2 separate regions of the Gossypium hirsutum genome follow, and region 1 is linked to region 2. Evidence: chromatin contacts called from public Hi-C data. All regions are on one chromosome and are shown on one strand. Each heading gives the region's core, a stretch centred on a gene start, on an enhancer-like site or on the middle of the called end of the contact. The rest is flanking DNA. Distances are from core to core; before and after follow the strand shown. Region 1 holds the start of LOC107945318 (glucan endo-1,3-beta-glucosidase 6). Region 2 holds the start of LOC107952716 (nuclear pore complex protein NUP214).

The links. Hi-C and Micro-C count contacts between places; a contact is called where the count stands out from the background.
Region 1: a contact with region 2 is called in a Hi-C map of leaf, with 4 times the contacts expected there. The contact joins the promoter of LOC107945318 here to the promoter of LOC107952716 in region 2. A contact is called at or near these places in 3 of 34 Hi-C or Micro-C datasets (callus and leaf).

What each region holds. Positions count from the first base shown.
Region 1 is chrA08:24,858,098-24,863,670 of Gossypium_hirsutum_v2.1, forward strand. It overlaps LOC107945318 (glucan endo-1,3-beta-glucosidase 6), which reads right to left and starts at 3,817. Exons shown (of 2, transcript XM_016879277.2): 1 at 2,856-3,817; 2 at 1-1,244. The coding sequence starts at 3,187. The coding sequence ends at 116.
Region 2 is chrA08:24,538,802-24,544,238 of Gossypium_hirsutum_v2.1, forward strand. LOC107952716 (nuclear pore complex protein NUP214) reads right to left here and starts at 4,135. Exons shown (of 18, transcript XM_041075940.1): 1 at 3,700-4,135; 2 at 3,398-3,609; 3 at 3,104-3,272; 4 at 2,638-2,784; 5 at 1,963-2,087; 6 at 664-776. The coding sequence starts at 3,898.

The DNA of each region.
Region 1 (5,573 bases), core at 2,567-5,066, 320 kb after region 2:
ATGCATATAAAATAAACAAGATATTCACAGTTTGCCTTATAGATAGCAAAATTCATAGCTTCAACTACACCTCTCAACAGTTTTCATCAATCTGCAGAAGAATGATGCCCCCCGATTAGAGTTGTACAACCGTTAGCAATAGGAGGAGAAGAACAGAAACCAAAGGCAATGGCATCTGGCCACACCCAAACCTCCGTCCTGCAGATTCATAATAGGGCTGGATCATTATTGGAAATTTGCAATTTCCCACCGTAGGGGTGGGATCCGTTTTCGTTATAACTGAAACATTTGGAAATTTGCAGGCGTCTTCAAGCTGGTTATTCTTCTGAAAATAACTGTTAAAGGCATAAGAAATGTTTCCCCTAGCATCTAGGTTTCCACAAGATGTCCCATAACCGAGGCTAGTGCAGTCAGCACGGCCACATGCATAGCTCACACTTTGTGCCACTTGTGGGTCATCAAGTGGGGCTGAAAGCTTCATCACACACCACTTCCTCTCCAAGTACTGTACACCTTTTGCAGGAATTAATGCTCCACTGTTTGTAGTTCCAAGGTTGAGAGGGTATTTAACCTGTCCATCAAAATAAAAAATACCCCAGTGGCGCTCAAAATTCCCTGGATCAATGCTCTTTTCATCCTCATCAATCAAGCTAAATAAATACGCATCTATCGGTATGGGTCTCATTGGGGTTCCTTTCCCACCAGAAATATGAGACATAAAACCTTGATTGAATCGTCGAGCATATTCTATGTTAGCATTTCGGTCTCCATCAGTGGGCCACCCAATCTCCCCAACTATAATAGGCAGATTTCCAAATCCATTCTTTTGTAATGCATGTGCAAGAGTATCAAGATTAGCATCAAACATGTTGTAATATAATGTCCCACCATCATTTAGAGGCGTCGCGTTGCCATCAAAGAATGCATACTCAACTGGGAAATTGGAATCAGTATAGAGGCTAATAAAAGGATAGATGTTCACCGTGAAGGGAGAATTACTATCATTCAAGAACTTGACAATTTTAAGCATGGGGTCAAAGATATCAGTACGGAAATCACCACCAGACGGATAGGTATTTGAACTTGCATAAACATCAGCATTGAGAGGAACAGTAACCTTTACTTGGCTGCCAATCCCAGCTTTGATCAGGGCAGACTGGATATTACTAAGAGCAGGGAGGGTTATATGAAGATAGCTTCCATTATATGTCTCCAAGAAAGGTTCATTACCAACAGCAACATATCTGTAAAGAATGCCATGAAAATTAGAGAATGAAACTTGGCAATCCTAGAGTACGCGCCAAAATTTAACAGTCCAACATCTTTAGACATGCAGGCCAGTAGTCATATACATCTTAAGAGATATTCAAAAAAGGATATTTATGTGGTTAACAAGAGGATAGTTATTATACTTGCAACATCCAAACCAAATTTCCCAGCCAAATGCCCTGCCACACATACAATAAGGCTAAAGATTTTTAAGAACAACAAGTCGATGTATACTTAAACAAGTCATTGCAAAAGTTGAGAAGCAAATATGAAGTTACAAGCACATTTGCAGGATAATCACAGTGATAGACGCATATCAAGCTTAGAATATTTTAACCACAGGAGATGAAAAGATCAATGCCTCCAAATCAAAACCAGCCAGAATTTGAATTACATATTAAACATGGCTTCACTAACTAGTCATGCCTAAAGGTGATTGACCATGTTCCAGAGGGGAACAAGCCTTTTAAGGATGTTTTAACCATGTAAGTCTCAGACTATATCCTTCTAGTTTTGGTTAATTTATTAATAAATTATTCCAACTCATGAACAAATTTTAGATGTACATTGTAACAGAAGCCATTATTTAATCCAAATTAATATTTGGATAGCATAGATGCGGTGACATAGAAATCCATAATATACAAGCAATCCAGAAAGCAAAAGAGAAAGGGTAGACAGGAGGGAGGGCGGAATAGCTGACCATGGAAGCGGCTAGTTAGAGAAAAGCTAGTATTATAGCATATTTGAATTGGATCATAGAAGCTTGGTAGCACATAACTAAATACAAGTCCTCGAGAGAAAAGTACCAAACTGTTATCTATTTAAAGAATTGGTTTAGGGAGCGTGAGATCATGTAAAACAAGGTTTTCCACTGATCATGCTGGGGTTTTCCCATGACTATTCCAGTTTCCTGTCTCCGTTTCTAAAGAAACTTTCCTTACACACACTTTATATATCAATCCTTTCTGTATCATATACACATCGGTCAATAGCCATTCCACCCCTCTCTCTAGTCGCAACCTCAGCAAGATATCCTCTTGCACCCGAACACTAAAATCTTTTCAGCCCTCCCTTCTCTCTCTTTAAAAGACCAGTGCAATAGTTTCCATTTGCCACTTTTACACCTAAACTACTACGTTGCAAAAGCTAGAAGCCTAGCTCACACTTAGAACGATGCACAACAAGGATTAGCCTAACAATTTACCCTTTTTTAGACCTAAACTACCATAACATAAAGGACGATTACTTTCAATTTCATTAGTAGAACTTTCACAATCTCTAGGGAGAATTGACATCTTTTTATGCAAAATTAATTAGGAATCCTCCCTTGATTTCAACAGCAACACATCAAATAATACAGAGTAAATTGATACGTGAAGTGAAATCAGATTATTGGAATCAAAAGGACACTTTAGTATAAGAAATGGTTGTTAAATTCAAAAGACCACCACAATTAAATTACTGAAGCTTCAGCTCTAGATTCTAGTAACAGAAAAACAATTAGGCAAGAAGGATCTCAACAATTATATAAGAACAATGATAGGAAGTGAATCTAATTGAAGAGAAAAAGAAAGAAAGCTGACCTGATGTTGACATTATTGGAGGAGATATGTTCGGAGACATTTTTGGCAACCCATTTCTCAGCAGCCTTCATGCTGCCACCCACAGAAGCGAGCATGTCATTTGGGATACCCACCATGACCTCAATCCCAGTCTTACCTAGAGCCTTAAGTATACCATAATCTGCATCAAAAAGCTTCACTTTTTGAATCCCATTCTCTCTCAGCATCCTTACTACTGTGTCTGGGGGCAGAGGGTGGGATGTCTGTGTTCCCCAGTTCACACCAATTCCGTTCACACTCCACAACAAGGTAAACAAACATACAATCCCGATAGTAACTGTAATACACCCCATATTTTTCCTACCTAGTTTAGGCTTCCTTTGTTCCAAGCTTAACGGCTAACACTGGGAGATTAAATGGAACTGAGGAAGCAAATCTAGCAAAAACCAGAAGTTCAAGCCTACGAGGGAGCGAATAGTGTAATTAGCAGAAAAACCGAGCAACAAGCTTGAACTCAGAAACCCATAAAAAAACCAGGGAAATAACGTAACAGTGAAAATTGAAATCTACTAGTAGCTTATTCAAGAACATATCTTTGCACTGTAGTACTTTGAAGAGAATACAATACTAGCAGAGATTTTTAGAAAATGGAAAAAGTTAGTAAGGAATGGATGTGAGGGGTTTAAAGAAAAGGAAAAGAAACACCAGTAGTAGTCAGAGTGAAACCCAGATTCAGCGGTACAAATAAAATCAGAAAAAAATGAAAAAGAATAAGTGAGTTTAAAAAGGAAGAGGCAATGCGGACTTGGGCAAGTTAAGAATCCACCGTTGCAGCAACTTGAGTAAGAAGAAGTTGAGGAATCAGTGAGAGAGAAAGCAAAGCAAAGTAAGTGAGGAAAGAAAAGGAAAAAGACAGGAAAGGAAGGGAAATGTAAGGATAGAACCAGGGTGGGAACCTACGTGACGTGCGAAATGTGTAGACAAGCACGAAATCCGAAAAGCAAACCAAAATAAAATAGGAAGGGGGCCCATGGGAAGCTATAAATAATACAACAAAACTGCTCTGGTTTGACGGAGACATGATGTCGTTTGTCTATTTGATAACTGATGAGAGAGTAAAGTGCGGAATGGCGATCGGCAGTTATAAGTTAGTGTTAAGATCTTGAAGCTGGGATTGGGCCATTCTACAGCTAATGGAGCCTTCGCTCTTATCCGGCCCTCTCCAATTTGACGGTCAAAATCTCAGGTTTTTATTACCTGCTCTGCATTGCTTGCACTCATCAATCATTGCTTCATCTTCTGAGTTTGGTTTATGCTACTGCTACCCAAACCATAGTTTCGTCAAGCTTAGTTGTGTAGCCAGTACATTTGAATTTGATTTCTTTTTGGATTTCTTTTAATTATTTAATTATTTTTTATTGAAGTAGTTGATATAATTATTCTTTTTAATATTTAAAATATTTTAATTTTTTTAAGTTTTTTAAAGTATTCATTAAAACTAATTTAGTAATTAATTATTCACTTTTTATGAGTTCAATAAAAGGGTATATATTGACCATAAATTTTAAATTTACTCTATACTCGATAATTTTTTTAATTATAAATTATTTATTATTGTAGATAAACATATTGGGAGATAAATTTTTATTATTTTTTTAAGATAAATATTTTATTTATCTTTTCTATTTATCATTATGTATTCATTTATCTCTTATTTGTCTTTGATTTTGTAAACTTTATCATTATTTGTACCTCAACATTTGTATAATAAATTTGTGATTCAAGTGAACGAGAATACAACAACAAGAGTTACATTCTCTATTAATCTTTGTTCTTTCCTAATTTTTTATTTTATTTTCGTGGAATATTAGTTATTTTTCATGACTCTTCAACCAAAATGCAAAGATTTAAAAAATATATATTTAATGTTTCATATCTAAATTATTTATAATTAATTAATTATGATTATTTAAATTAACTAACTTGACTATGTAAAAGTTTTGAAGAGAAAAGATTTAGAATAATTAAAAAATATTGGTAGGGATAGTTGAACACTAAAAAGGGTATTAAATGAGATGAAGTATAATTTTATCTTAAATTTGTAATTTGGGTGACAAGTAGGATTTGATGGAATAATTTCCCAATTTCTAAAATTTGGTAAAATGTGAAAGGACATAAAGACGGGGAGTTTAACAATTTGAGAGAAATGAGAAATAAGATAGGTTAAATGAGGGCCCTTTGATCAAGTCTCATGATCTTGACTGGCAAAGCTGAGCTATAGGTGCCATGGAATTGGATTTTTAAGAAGAAAATGAGGAACCTGAAAATTCCTTTACAAAACCATTTTCATCTCTTTCTTCACCTCCCACCTTAAATCTTTAAAAACCACTATGGTCTACACTTTTATAAGCTTAGTTCCAATCTTTGAAAATTTTAAAAGGTTAGAAAGGTAAAGAAGCAATGGCTTCTTCTCAAATCATTAATGTAGTCTTAATTTGAGTATGTAGTTATTGAAGAGGAAACAAAGGCAACGAAAAGATTGTAGATTTGAAAGGAAGTAGTTGACTTTTGTCAAGTTATGTTATAAATAAATTATGGATTAAATGAAATATGCCTACCAATTGATTGAATTAGAGTATGATTAAATAGGTAAGATTTAGAGAGTTGTTTATCATGTGGATATGAAATAAATTTTATTTGTTTTTTGATACAATGTCTAGAATTACTTATAATCTCTTT
Region 2 (5,437 bases), core at 2,885-5,384:
TGATTACATTAAAAAAAAAAGAACATGAGTTTGATAGTCAAACAATCTTCACATTATAGAATGTATACGTAAAAAGGAAGAAAAGGAGCGCAAAATTTCAGTTATTTGATTAGTAAAAGTATTAAATTACAAATAGAAACTCTGGACGAGTTCTCCTTATATGAAATTGATGTGCAAGTTTAAATCATCTCAATAGCAAAGAAAACAAAGAACCAAAAGGAATTAAATTTAAATTTTTCACAATTGATAACTGTGACTAAATACCCGAGTTAGCTCTTGCAATTGAAGGGATTAGATTCACTTGATCTATATGCATATCTGTGATCTATGATATACGTATATAAATTGAGAAAAAAAATTATTATTAGTCAATTTATTTCTAAATTCACTCTTAATAATTTTATTAATTATAATTTTCAATTGAAACAGTAAATTAAAAACAATAAGATTTATTTAACCTATAAATAAGAACTATTGCATCAATTTTATTAAAAACGTTTTACTTGACTTAGGATTCTTTACTCATATTTCTAATTGTAGACGTATCAAAAATTTATATATATAATTATAGTTTAAATAAAATAAGACTACAAGCATTCACCTGCAACACACATGACAACAAGGAGTTAAAAAGTGCAAGAGTATGAAACTACATCACATTACCTTTGTTCCAAATAACTCAAGTATAAGTAAGGGCCGGTTCCAAAGGGCACAATATCATCAATTAGACCAGCAAACAAATCACTAAAGGATAGAACAACCAAATTGGAAGTAGCCTGCAATAAATTTGATAAAAGTTTAATGTATAACAACAATTGCATTACAAAGAGAGACTGAATATGGCATTTGCATCCTCAAAGGTTCATAACCAGGGACTGTAATAAGCTGTCTACAGGCCAATGTAAAAACATTTTTTATTTAGGTAAGGGGATTCAAACAGGACTCACAGAACAAGGAATCATGCACCAACCAACTTAGCCAAATAATCATGTGCTAAGACATTTCTGGAATATAATGGTATAAGCCCTATTAATTAATTAGTAAACCACATCAAGAACTGAGCATTGCCAGAAATAATTAGCATTCGTAAAGATCATGATCCCATTAAAGGTAGGAATCCCAAGATCATCTCCTTCAAGTGGTAGAACACTTATGTTCATTTTGTTTTGAACGAAGTGCAATTAAGCAAATACATTAGCCTATGGTCATGGTGATTAAAGAGATACTTTTTCGGGCACTTTTTCACGGAAACTTTAAGTACTAATAACAGTAGGAAAAGCCAAATGCTAATGATGCTATCATGCTAATAATCACAAATGTAAAAGTCCATTATAGTATTCCCACATTCTCCATCTATAATAAGTTAAAACTCCAAAAGCAAACTAAATGCAAAGATTACACTATGAAAATTGGCAAAACAAGGCAAATTTTTGCCCGCCCCAAACATGAGCTGGCTCTACGTCCTCTTAACCCAGACCCAATCCACTATAACACTGATATCAATTTATCTAGGTTGTGGCAGATGCATGAGAGGGATAATAAGCAAAAGTGACTAATTTTTTTAACAATTGCTATTGCTGTTTATGTCTTTTAGAAATTTGGATCTTCGCTCAATAGCAAAGCCATTTCAGGATTATAACAAAAGGATAAGGGTTTAGTGAACGAAGGGACAATACTAGAACAAAATGAATTAAAGAAGATGCAATCAAGAACAAGAAAAGAATAGTACCAGAAGGGTAAGCCCAAAAGCTGGTGCCAAAGCAACCTATATAATTTAGGTATGCAACTCTAAAGACAAATGAAATGCAGACATTACTATTCAAATAGCAGTTGACTCCAAACTAGCCTCTCTGATCGTTAATCATCATACTAATTGCAACAAACAATAAAGTTGATAAACTAAAACTTATTGCAAACAAATTCAAAAGAAAATTATCAATTTACTATTGAACTAATACTAACATCTGTGATTTTGCCTGACTTGCTTTTGACTACTTGGACGAGGTAATTTTCTTCTTTCGCATCTCTGGTAAACTGAAAGCATCCAAGAATAATGCAATCAGGATGAATCCATCTGATGGTATCCACTGACAAAATTATTCACAAAAGAACTGTTCAGTTTCAAATGTTAAGAACGCAAAAAATTTGTAAAAAAAGAAAAACCATATATATATTAGGATATGATTTTAAGCAAGTTTTAATCATATCAAATGCACTTTAACTACTGTAGCTACCAGAACGAAAACATTAACCTGGAATGATAGTGATATCTCAATTATAAATTTTTAATCAGAACAATGAATTTAAGCTCCAAATGTTTTAACAAATACTGTTAAGCACTTCAAAACACTTGTACAAACACAATAGCATTCACCATGCAAATCAATGCCATCAAGCATTAAAACCATAGCATGGACTCCACAAAGAGCTGTCCAAGATTTTATCTTAGTTCACTTTTGATAAAATAAAAGGAAAAAGGAAATCTTAACTTTTTTGACAAAGAAGAGAATGTAACTTCTAATATAATCATCAAGATGCATAAAATTACAAACAGGAGTAATCCATGACTAACATGTAAGAAAAATCAAAAAGCAAATGCAAGATAAAAATCTACAAGCAATTTGATAGATACCCCACCTTTTACAGTGCAATCATCGTTGGAATCACCAACCCAAGACTTGAATGAAAGAGCTACGCATAATTTTTCATTGAATTTGGATGACAAAATACAAAGGCTATTATCTTTGGCCACGGCAACAAAAGCACCTTTTGCACTCCATTCAACTAAGAAAACAAAATAAATATTGTTAGATCTTAGAACACAAAATTTTCAATCAGGGAGGGGTGAAAGAGGAAGCAAGATGGTTAGTTGATGAAATAGCAATCTTTCATAAGATACTATTCAAACAATGTTAATACATAACAAGCCAGGTGCAACTACCACAAAACATAGAAAGGTCAAGAAAAGGAAGGGCAAACGTAAACAAATTAGAGAAGCATACAAGGACCTCTGTATTTTACTAGAAAATAAGGAAAAAAAAAAGCCAATCACTGTGATGTTTTAGTGACGATTTATAATTGAAAGATAGATGTTCTGAGATACCAGCATCAACATTATCCATCACATGCTTAAGAGGATGTGCAAGAGTTCCATGATATAGCTTTCTATCATCTGAAAGAACTAGGAAAGAGTTATCCTTCTTCTTTCTCCAACGAATATCCTTGACAAAGCTTGACTGAGGGAGCGAAGTGGAGAAACATGGCTTTATGTCCTACATACAGGCAGAGTCATGCATGAACAAGATGTCATATTAGAAACAGCCTCTTAATGAAAGAGTAACTTATTAAGAAGGGAGCTGACAGAAGAAATGAATATCAGGTGCTACAGTAAGAGTACCTTATTAAGAAGGGAGCTGACACTGAAGAAATGAATATCAGCTGCCACAGAAACTGCAAGTCTGGTGTCGTCGATGGTGGAAAGAGCAAGAATGTGAACCTTGCCAATGGGAACTTCCACCAAACTCAGATCTTCAATACTTGAAGAGGAGGCTTTTTCCCTAATGTCCTTGGCTAAATCAATCACATCCTTGGTCCTCGCCACCAAGAACCCTAAAACATTCGGTTTAGTTTATATTACCAGCTTAAAAGAGCAGAAATACAAAGAAAGATGTTAAAAAGCAAAAAGGCAAGAAAGAGAACCCCCAGAAGAATGAGCTAGAAACAGGAGTTGGAAACGTTGGGAGAGGACAAGGGGCTGAGAAGGAGGACTTCGGAGATCGAACTGGGAATCCGGTTGAGATTTGACAGGAACGGGTTCGCCGATTTTCTCGAAGAAGAAATCCTGGGTTTCGACATGCTCCCCTTCATTCTCTTCACAAATTTCAAGCCGGCTGCTCATGTCCAGTATTCAATTGTTCAACTTCTCTGACATTAATCAATCTATCCGATCAGTTCAACAAAACCCTAACGCTAGTAAGACACCCTCGGCGGCAAAACTTCCCCGTCTAATAGTAATATGAGAAAGAGGATACTGTAAATGGGCTTTCCGACTGGTATTTTTTCTCCAGCCGGAGATTATTTGATGGGCTAACCTTTTTTCACTAAACTGAAGACAGTGGCAGGCTTCATTGCCTTTTCTTTGGGTTCAATAGTGGCGGTTTGCATTAGGTTTAGAGATTTAATTTAATAATATAAATAATCCAAAATGTGAAATTTAATTTAATAATATAAATAGTATATATATAAAATTATTACTATTTAGGTTTAGAGATTTTTTTTGGTAGGTTTTTATTTTTAATTTGGAGGTAAAAGGTGAGAAATAAAAATTTAGGAGGAAAATAAAAAGTTTTGAGGGATAAAAGAGTAAAATTTTTGGGAAATGTAAATAGAGAAAGTAAAATTTTAGAGGGAAAATATTTAAAAAATTTGGGGGGAAATGAGTTTGAGGTAGAAGGGATGTGGGATAGGGGAGGAGTAAAAGTTTTAGAGAAGAAGTTTGGTAATTTGAGGTAAAAATGTAAAATATTACAGTTCAATATTTAGTTTATTCAAATTATTCGAATTCGAAAATCAAACTCGATTCAAAAAAATTCGAGTTGACTAAAATTATTTGATAAATTCGAATAACTCGATTCGTTTAATGCTAAATTTAAAGTTTTTTTTTTTAGTTTTTCGAGTTGAATTAAGTTTTGCTCACCCTACCCTAAGCTTTGTCCAAAAGTACATAGTTGGTACTTGAACTTGTCCAAAAAACACCTAGTTGTACCTAAACTTGTCCAAATATTATACTTTTTAAAATTAGTTTATATCTTTTAAAAGATTTTTTTATTGTTTTAATTTATATCCACCATGTATCATTATAGGATTGGTCATTAATTCCTCATCCACAAACTAGCGGTATTAATTTAAAGGTACCAATATGGGTGATAAAATACAAGTTCATGTATCAACTAGAACAAAAAAAGGTTCAAGTAATAATCAAATACTTTTTGATAAGTTTAAAGGCAAATTACATATTAACCTTTTGTCTTTAAAGTAATTTTTTATTGAGACAATTTTTTATTGGGACAAGTGGGGCTGGGTTTACAACTAAAATATGCTTTCAACTTTTTCAGGATTATTTAAATTCATTATGGTTTAAAATATAATTTAAATATTTTAGATTGATTAGTATCGACATTATTGTTAATGTGAGAGTATGTGTATTCGAGCTTGTTGAAATGCATTTATCCTTCTAATTAAGGGTTGGAAAGGTATTATGATAATTTTAGACGTTATATCAAAAAATATATATTAATTTTTTTAGTAAATTATAAAAATAGCCAATCAACTATTAATGTGTTTCTATTTTGGTTAATAAAGTTTAAAATTTTATATTTTGGTCACTCATCTATTAAATAACTAATAAAAGCTTTTTTATTGGCATAATAACAATACT